Linked DNA regions of Sus scrofa: region 2 is linked to region 1. A link is a contact called in public promoter capture Hi-C data. All regions are on one chromosome and are shown on one strand. Each heading gives the region's core, a stretch centred on a gene start, on an enhancer-like site or on the middle of the called end of the contact. The rest is flanking DNA. Distances are from core to core; before and after follow the strand shown.

Region 1 (3,343 bases), core at 266-2,765:
GAAACCCGCCACTTAGTAACCATATAACCACAGGCAAGTGACTAAACTCTGAACTCCCTAGTCTGTTAGGCTTCCTAGTCTGCTAACGGCCGCTGGTGAACCCATCTAGACAGTCATGGTGAGCATTAAAAAATTCCACTTCCTATGTCCCAGGGCTCCCTTCTTCCTCAGAGCTTTCAAATCTCTGCCTTGAGCACTGTGCTCCCCTCTCACTTACCGAATTACCCATTCTTCATCATCTCAGCTCACTGCAGACTAGGTTAGGACCCTACTTGTAGCCCCTCTCATAACAATTATTTTTCCTTCAGGACATTGATAAAGCTGGTTTTTAAACTCCCGTGTGAGCATTTCATGTGGGCTCCTGGAGGGTACCCCTGGGCCCGAGTAACCACTCAGGACAGCAACTATGGATGATATAGTTCGATATTAGGCAGCACTTGAGACTTCGAAGGCAACCTAGCCTGCCCTGGCCCCACCTCGGACGGGTGGAGAGCCGGTGCCCGGGACATGGTCAAGGCTGGTGTCCTCCCCAAGGCAGTCATTCTGCCAGATTCATTCACACGTCTCAGAGCAGCAACCCAAAGAGAGGGCAGCCCCTCCCCGCGGGCCGCGCCCTGCGCTGGGAGCCCAAGTTGACAGGCCAGCAGGGAAGTTACTCGGAGAACACAGGCGGGGAGACTACCGCCAATCGGACCGGGCAGGGGCATTCTCATCCCTCCAATCAACATTCACTCCCCCCCCCGGGGGGGGGGTTCTGGCATTTAAGGGTGTAGATGAAGAAGGTTGGTTGGAGGAGCGGCAGAAGGGAGCGGGTTAAATCAAGAAGGCGGGGCAGAAAGGCGCCAAAAGGACTCAGCAACCAATTAGAGGTGCTGAGGGTGGGGTGGACTAGAGGAAGGTCGAACGAAACGTGATAGGTAGACGTTTAAGTTGAGGTGACCAATAAGGGTGAAAGGCTTGCGGATGGACGTGTCCGGGGCCCAATCGGAATAGGGACAGGGGTTGCCGGGACTCGAGCACCGAGAGGCGGGAAAGGCAGAGCGGTGGAACACGCCCCCCGCTCCGGTCCGAAGGCGGGAAGAGGAGCCGCCGCAGAACACCAAGGGGTTGGGTGGGGTTGGAGGCAGCCTACCAATCACAGCACGCCACCCGCGGACAGGCGGGCTCGTCGACGAATTAAAAAGAAGGACTGCGGAAGGCCAGGGTAGGGAGAGGAGAGAGGGCTGGCGCTGGGCTTCAGGTAGCCAATCAAGGTCCGCTAAGAACAGCGGGCGGGCCGGTAGCCCTTTTAGGGACTCCGGGGGTCTCTGAAGGGGACCGTGAGAGGTCTTTCAAGGTTGAGGAGGCGGGGTCGTCAAAGTGGAAGGAGTGAGGTCCTGTGAACCGGGCGAAAAAAGGCGGTTGTGAATTTGGGATCCTCACCTCGGGCCTTGCGCCGAGTCTCCTGGTCACCGAGGCTTGGTGGCTTCTCCATGGAGCTCAGGATGGAGCCCAGTAGGTCCGCCATCTTGGGAGTGACTGAGAGGGGGCGGTGCGTCTTAAAGGGAAGGGCAAAATGCCTTTAAGGCCGGAAACACGTCGGAGGCGGAAAACCACGCGCCCGCCCCGCCCAGCTCCCGTGCGGCGCTGACGCCAGCTGGGGCGCCCGGCGCAGCCTCCCAAGGGCGGAGGCCCCGCCCCGCCCCCCCCGCCCCCCACTCCCCGGTCAGACAGAGGCCGGAGGCTGGCTGGTGCAGCGATGTTTAATGGCAATTCGTAGAAACCAAGCCCATGCACAAGTAGAAAGTGCTCTCGTAGAGCCGGCTGAAGGCCCCCGCCGCGCCAGGAACCACAAGTCCGGCTGTGCAGCCCTCCCCGCGGCGCCTTAAATAGATTCTTCACTATACTCTGTATGTTACATTATGTACAAGCCCCCTCCCCTCGGGGACGGGGCAGGACTCCGCAACGCGTTCTTATATACACCCCTCCTTTGGCCCCGAGATCGGTGGCCGGAGTCGGTCGGGGTGACGGGGAAACACAGGGTCAGAAAAGGAGGGAACAGACGCAAACATGCGGAGTCGGGGTGGGGGCACAGTCAGCCCTGAAACACGAGGGGCGCGCGCGCAGTGAAGGCAGAGGTGGGACCGAGGCGGATACATTCAGAGACTCGTTGAACAAATAAATAAGGCAAGTCAGGAAGGGGCTGAGGTGGGTACAGGCGGGTTCGGAGATGTGGAGAAGGGGCAGGCAGGGCTCCGGAGGTCACAGCTGAAGATGCAGGTATGTGGGGCGTGGGTCTTCTGGAGCCGGGGACTCAAAGAGGGGGGCACGACCCGGAGGGAAGAGGAGAAGGAGCCGGGGGTGGGAGAGGGAGTTCAGCACTTCGGAGGGGGCGGGAGCGGAGACCGAGGATGGGCTCCTACAGAAGTGACGGGAAAGCTGCCAACGGGGGGTGGGGTGGGGGGGCTCCCCCTCCCCCAGAGAGCCCTCTCCCTGTTAAGACTGCAAGAAGCGGCCCCGGCTGATGAGAAAGGCGATGGAGAAGTCAGGTGGCCAGGCCGGGCTGGGGAAGCCCTTCCAGCTCCTGGTTCTGCTTCAATTCCCTCATCCTGCCGAGAGACAAGGAAGGAGTCAGGGGACACCGGCCGATCGGGAGGTGGGATGGGGGAGGCGGCAGGGCCAAATCGCAGCACCTGTGTCGGCAGCGCCGCAGGAATCTCATGATCTTCCGGGCTGCCTGGTCCTGCTTCTTGGTGAGAAAAGAGCCTCTGGTGGAAGAAAGAAGAGATGAAACCTCACACAACACGCGGGCATCCCCTGCCCTCTGCCCCTTAGGGACCCTGGCAGGGGAAGGGGGGGGCAGAATGATGGAGGGTATCCTTGGGCAGTGGGTATGGCCAGCAGGGGTGGAAAGCTAGGGCCATACTTGCTGCGGGCAGGCAGGGGGCCCGTGGGCCGGTGGGGAGGCCCTGGCCTGCGACGGTAGGAGCGGTAGTGCTGCTGGATGAGCACCGCTGCCCGGCGACTCTGCTGAAATCGCTTCTGTTCATAGTAGCTTCGGAACTTGCTCTGGATCAGGATGGCAGCCTGGGTCATCTTCTTATAGAGTGCAAACTGCAGGGGTGGGGAGGAGGGGAAGGGGCTGAAATGGAGGGACAGAGATCCAAGCCCCTGAGGGTCACCCCCAAGTTCAGTTGTTGCAAGTCTCTCTCTAATCCACACGGGAAAGCTGAATCATCACAGACAAGCTCACGCCCAGGTCTCATGCCTAATACCTTGAGTGCAATCCAGGTCAGCTTGTGGAAAGAGAAGGGGAGTTAGGGCTCCGGCAGCATTCTGGATGCTCTGGGCTGGAATGGGTGGG
Region 2 (3,343 bases), core at 487-2,986, 1.1 Mb before region 1:
CCCAAGAAGGTGATAGGGGCCCACTCCCTCCCCTCCTAACTCTGAGACACAAGAACCAGGTGTCCATGCAGGGGTCAGACCTAAGTCTGCCCTCACCTCAAACTCACTCCTCAGGGACCTATGTTTTCTGCTCTCTTAGCCATAGTTCTCTACCCTTAAGGACCCAGACACTTGGGTCCCAGTCTAGCCTCTCCACTTCCGGCCTTCCAGCCCCCATCCTTCCCCCTGCCCCTAGAGACTCAGGCCCCCAGCCCCCAACCTCCATGATGCAATGTGCTGCAAGCTGCCTTGGCTGCTGATGACACTGCCCCCGGGGGGAGGTGCTATTTCTGACCCAAGCAAGGCCCCTCACCTGGCCAGAGTAGTGGTCAGCTGCAGGCTAGAGAGGCCAGGCAGGCAAGTTCCTTCTGCTGGAGAAGGGAGCTTGAGGCTGGATCCCTCCAGGACAGGGACGCTCAGAATGTGAGACCAGGGAGTGAGTGAGCGAGAGTCTATGTGTGTGTAGTCTGTAGCATTTGTATATGTGGTTGTGTTGAGGGAGAAAGGGAAGCTGGGGAGGGTCTAGCCTACAGAGAGGGGAGTGGCAGGCCTTAGGACAGACTAAGAGGAGGAGTGAGGGGCAGCCGAGGGGGTCAGCGGGGTGTGTATGGGGTGTCTGGACACCAGAGTGGGGGAGGGGCCAACAGCCGTTTAAAGGGCCAGCCCCAGAGCTTTAATCCCTCACCAGCTCTGGCCCCAAGCCGGAGGCTGTAATTCATCTGTCCAACAGCTGGGGTGGGTGTGTGTGGTGGGGGGGGGCATGTGGACGGGAAGGGGGAGCTGGGGGAGGGGCCGCGGCTTTCTTGTGCACAGAGCCAAACAACAAAAGGAAAAGCTGAAGGGCCAGCTCCAGTGTGCCCAGGCCAGGCTGCTGACCCACAGACCTGCCAGTGGCCCCCACCTGGTGGCCAACAGGCTCTGTAGTTTAGACTCATGGATTCTTGGCCAAGGACTCCATGAACCCAAAGGTGGGGCCCTGGAGAAGGCCCACGCTGAGTGCCCCCCCAGGCAGGCTGTCAGCCCTCCTTGCAGGTCCCAGCTGCAGCCCGATCCCAGACCTGGCAGGCCTCGCAAAAGATTCAGCCTCAAATGCCCTGCTCACCGGCCAAGCCTCCCCAGACATGGTCTGCCGGCTCGGCTCCCCCTCCCGCTGGCGCAGGGTGGCAGCGGCCACACCGAGGCTGTCCCTTTAAATCATTACCACCCCTGATGGTGTGGATGAACTGAGGGCCCTGCCCCCCAGGCAGGCAGCTTGCCACCTCCCCCCCACGAGTCCCCAGAAATGTGAGGGCCATTTAAAGGGACAACAGAGAGGCAGCCGGGTCCCTAACCGCCCCCGCCCCCACCCCGCGTACACTCGCAGCCCCTTTCCCCCACGACACACAGCCCCTTGCCCCTCCAGAGGGCCCCCCAAATTCCGGTTCTCTCCCCACCCCTAGAGACTGCTAGAGGAGAAAGGGGGCCAGAGTTGGGGGGCGGGGAACTGGGGGAGCGAGAAAAGGACAGGGACTCCCTCCTTCCTCAGAGCCCCAGGGGACAGGTCGGAAGGAAAGCAAAGCCAGGAGAAGCAGCGAGACAGAGCCCCGAAAGGTGCCGCGGGCAGACCTGGGACGCACAGGCTGTCGGGCGACGGGAAGGGAGTCAGGCTGCACGAGACGGCGGCGCGGCCGGCGGGTGACCAGCCCAAGTGGGGGAGATGGAACGAGGAGGGCCGGGGGAAAGCGGCAAGGCCGGGGGCGACGGGGAGACGGAACCGGGGAAAGGGGTCAGCCGGGAGGGTGTGGAGGAAAATCCGAGAAGGGAGGGCGAGCCAGGCCGGGGTTACCTGCTGGGTGTCTGTCCCCCGGCGGTGCCCCCGGAGTCCGGGTAGGGAGGGGGGAGCAGCAGGGGGGGAGTGGGGGCTGGGGGGGCGGGGGAGACGGTCCCTCCTCTGCCTCCTGGGCCTGCCCCGGCGCTTGCAGCCTCTGCCTCCCTCCCTCCTCCTCCCCGTCCCTGAGTCCCGGAGTCAAACAAAGAACTGTAGCAGGCTCTCCCCAACCCCCTCCCTCCTCCTCCTCCTCCTCCTCCTCCTCCACCTCCTCCTCCCCTCCCTCCCTCCCCACCAGCAGGCTCCCTCCTCCTCCCTTCCGGTCTCTTCCTTCAACTACCCGCCCCCCCCCCAGCCCCCAGCACTGGTCTCTCTACCCACCCACCCGAGCCTTTTACACACCCCTCGGCCAGCCCTGTCCCCGCAAAGGAAACCGTGGAGTCCCTCTGCAAAATTGAAAGGCTCCAGAGAACATGGGAGGGGATTGGGGTCTTGCTCAAAAATCGAGAACCACAATACAATTATTTTATTTTCACAGCCAGAGGAATAGTCTGAGCTGTCTCTTCTTCAAGAAGGGGGGGAAAAAATAATCCCAAAGAAAGCAATACAAATCTGACTAAAGCCCTCATCAAATAAAGTGCACAATGCAGTGGAAGCTAATCCCCAAACCCCTCTCCCCCCACCTACCAAATTAACACAAACTCTCCATTCCTAAGATCATGGTCAGTTGGAAGCAGGCTTACCAACCATAATAGTAAAATAATAACTAACAACATTTAACAAGAACAAGCATTTCATAACAAGCGTTCATTCAGTGTTCATTCTGTGCCAGGGACTGTGCTAAATGCTTTGCATAAATAATTTTGTTTTTCCCAGTCAACAGCCTAGAAGGTAGGTATTGATATTTAAATTTTCCAGATGAAGACTATGAGGCTCCGAGAGGTGGTCACCTTTCCAAGTACTTATAGCCACGAAGTGGCAGAGCTAGGAATGGAATCCAGGTCTGATCTGACAGCCCGAATTCTAAGGTATACAATAAGAGAAACCAGTATCCAATACCATAACCAACCCCAGGACTTAACAGAGAAGGGGAAACCATAGCTATCAAGTGAGTCCCCTTCCTTCAAGAGTGAGATCTACCCACCGACACAGAATAAAGGCCCTGACTTTCCTAATACAATCTAATACAGTTTCTTGACTCGCTTCCTCACTGTTGGGGGTGTGCGTGAGGTGCCACTGACTAAGGTCAGGGCTGAACTGGTATCCGGTGAATTCCGCATGCCACACACAGTTCTTCTGAGTGAGGAGCTATCTGGCAATTTCAACTCAAAAGGAGGGGGGGGCAACGAAACACTTGGCAATGCAGCAGGTGGGAAAGGAAAAAGACTGCTGGGAGGCTGGGGGAGGGGGGCGCTTGGAGGGAAAGCCCTTCTGTGCCAATCTAGGGAAAAAGTGACCCAGGGTTCTCTTAACCAGCAAAGGGGCAAAGTCTTTCCA

The links. Promoter capture Hi-C pulls out the DNA fragments that hold promoters and counts their contacts.
Region 2: a contact with region 1 is called in a promoter capture Hi-C map of fetal liver, with 4 times the contacts expected there. The contact joins the promoter of LOC110255906 here to the promoter of SPAG7 in region 1. A contact is called at or near these places in 1 of 5 promoter capture datasets (fetal liver) and 1 of 2 datasets of contacts at active chromatin or transcription factors (alveolar macrophages).

What each region holds. Positions count from the first base shown.
Region 1 is chr12:51,947,085-51,950,427 of Sscrofa11.1, reverse strand. It overlaps SPAG7 (sperm associated antigen 7), which reads right to left and starts at 1,515. Exons shown (of 7, transcript NM_001243921.1): 1 at 1,423-1,515. The coding sequence starts at 1,507. It overlaps CAMTA2 (calmodulin-binding transcription activator 2), which reads right to left. Exons shown (of 23, transcript XM_021067750.1): 20 at 3,255-3,275; 21 at 2,906-3,093; 22 at 2,673-2,747; 23 at 1,725-2,588. The coding sequence ends at 2,525.
Region 2 is chr12:53,090,051-53,093,393 of Sscrofa11.1, reverse strand. It overlaps LOC110255906 (collagen alpha-2(V) chain-like), which reads left to right and starts at 1,736. Exons shown (of 4, transcript XM_021066316.1): 1 at 1,736-1,905. The coding sequence starts at 1,736. All of the region lies in intron 1 of KDM6B (lysine-specific demethylase 6B), which reads right to left.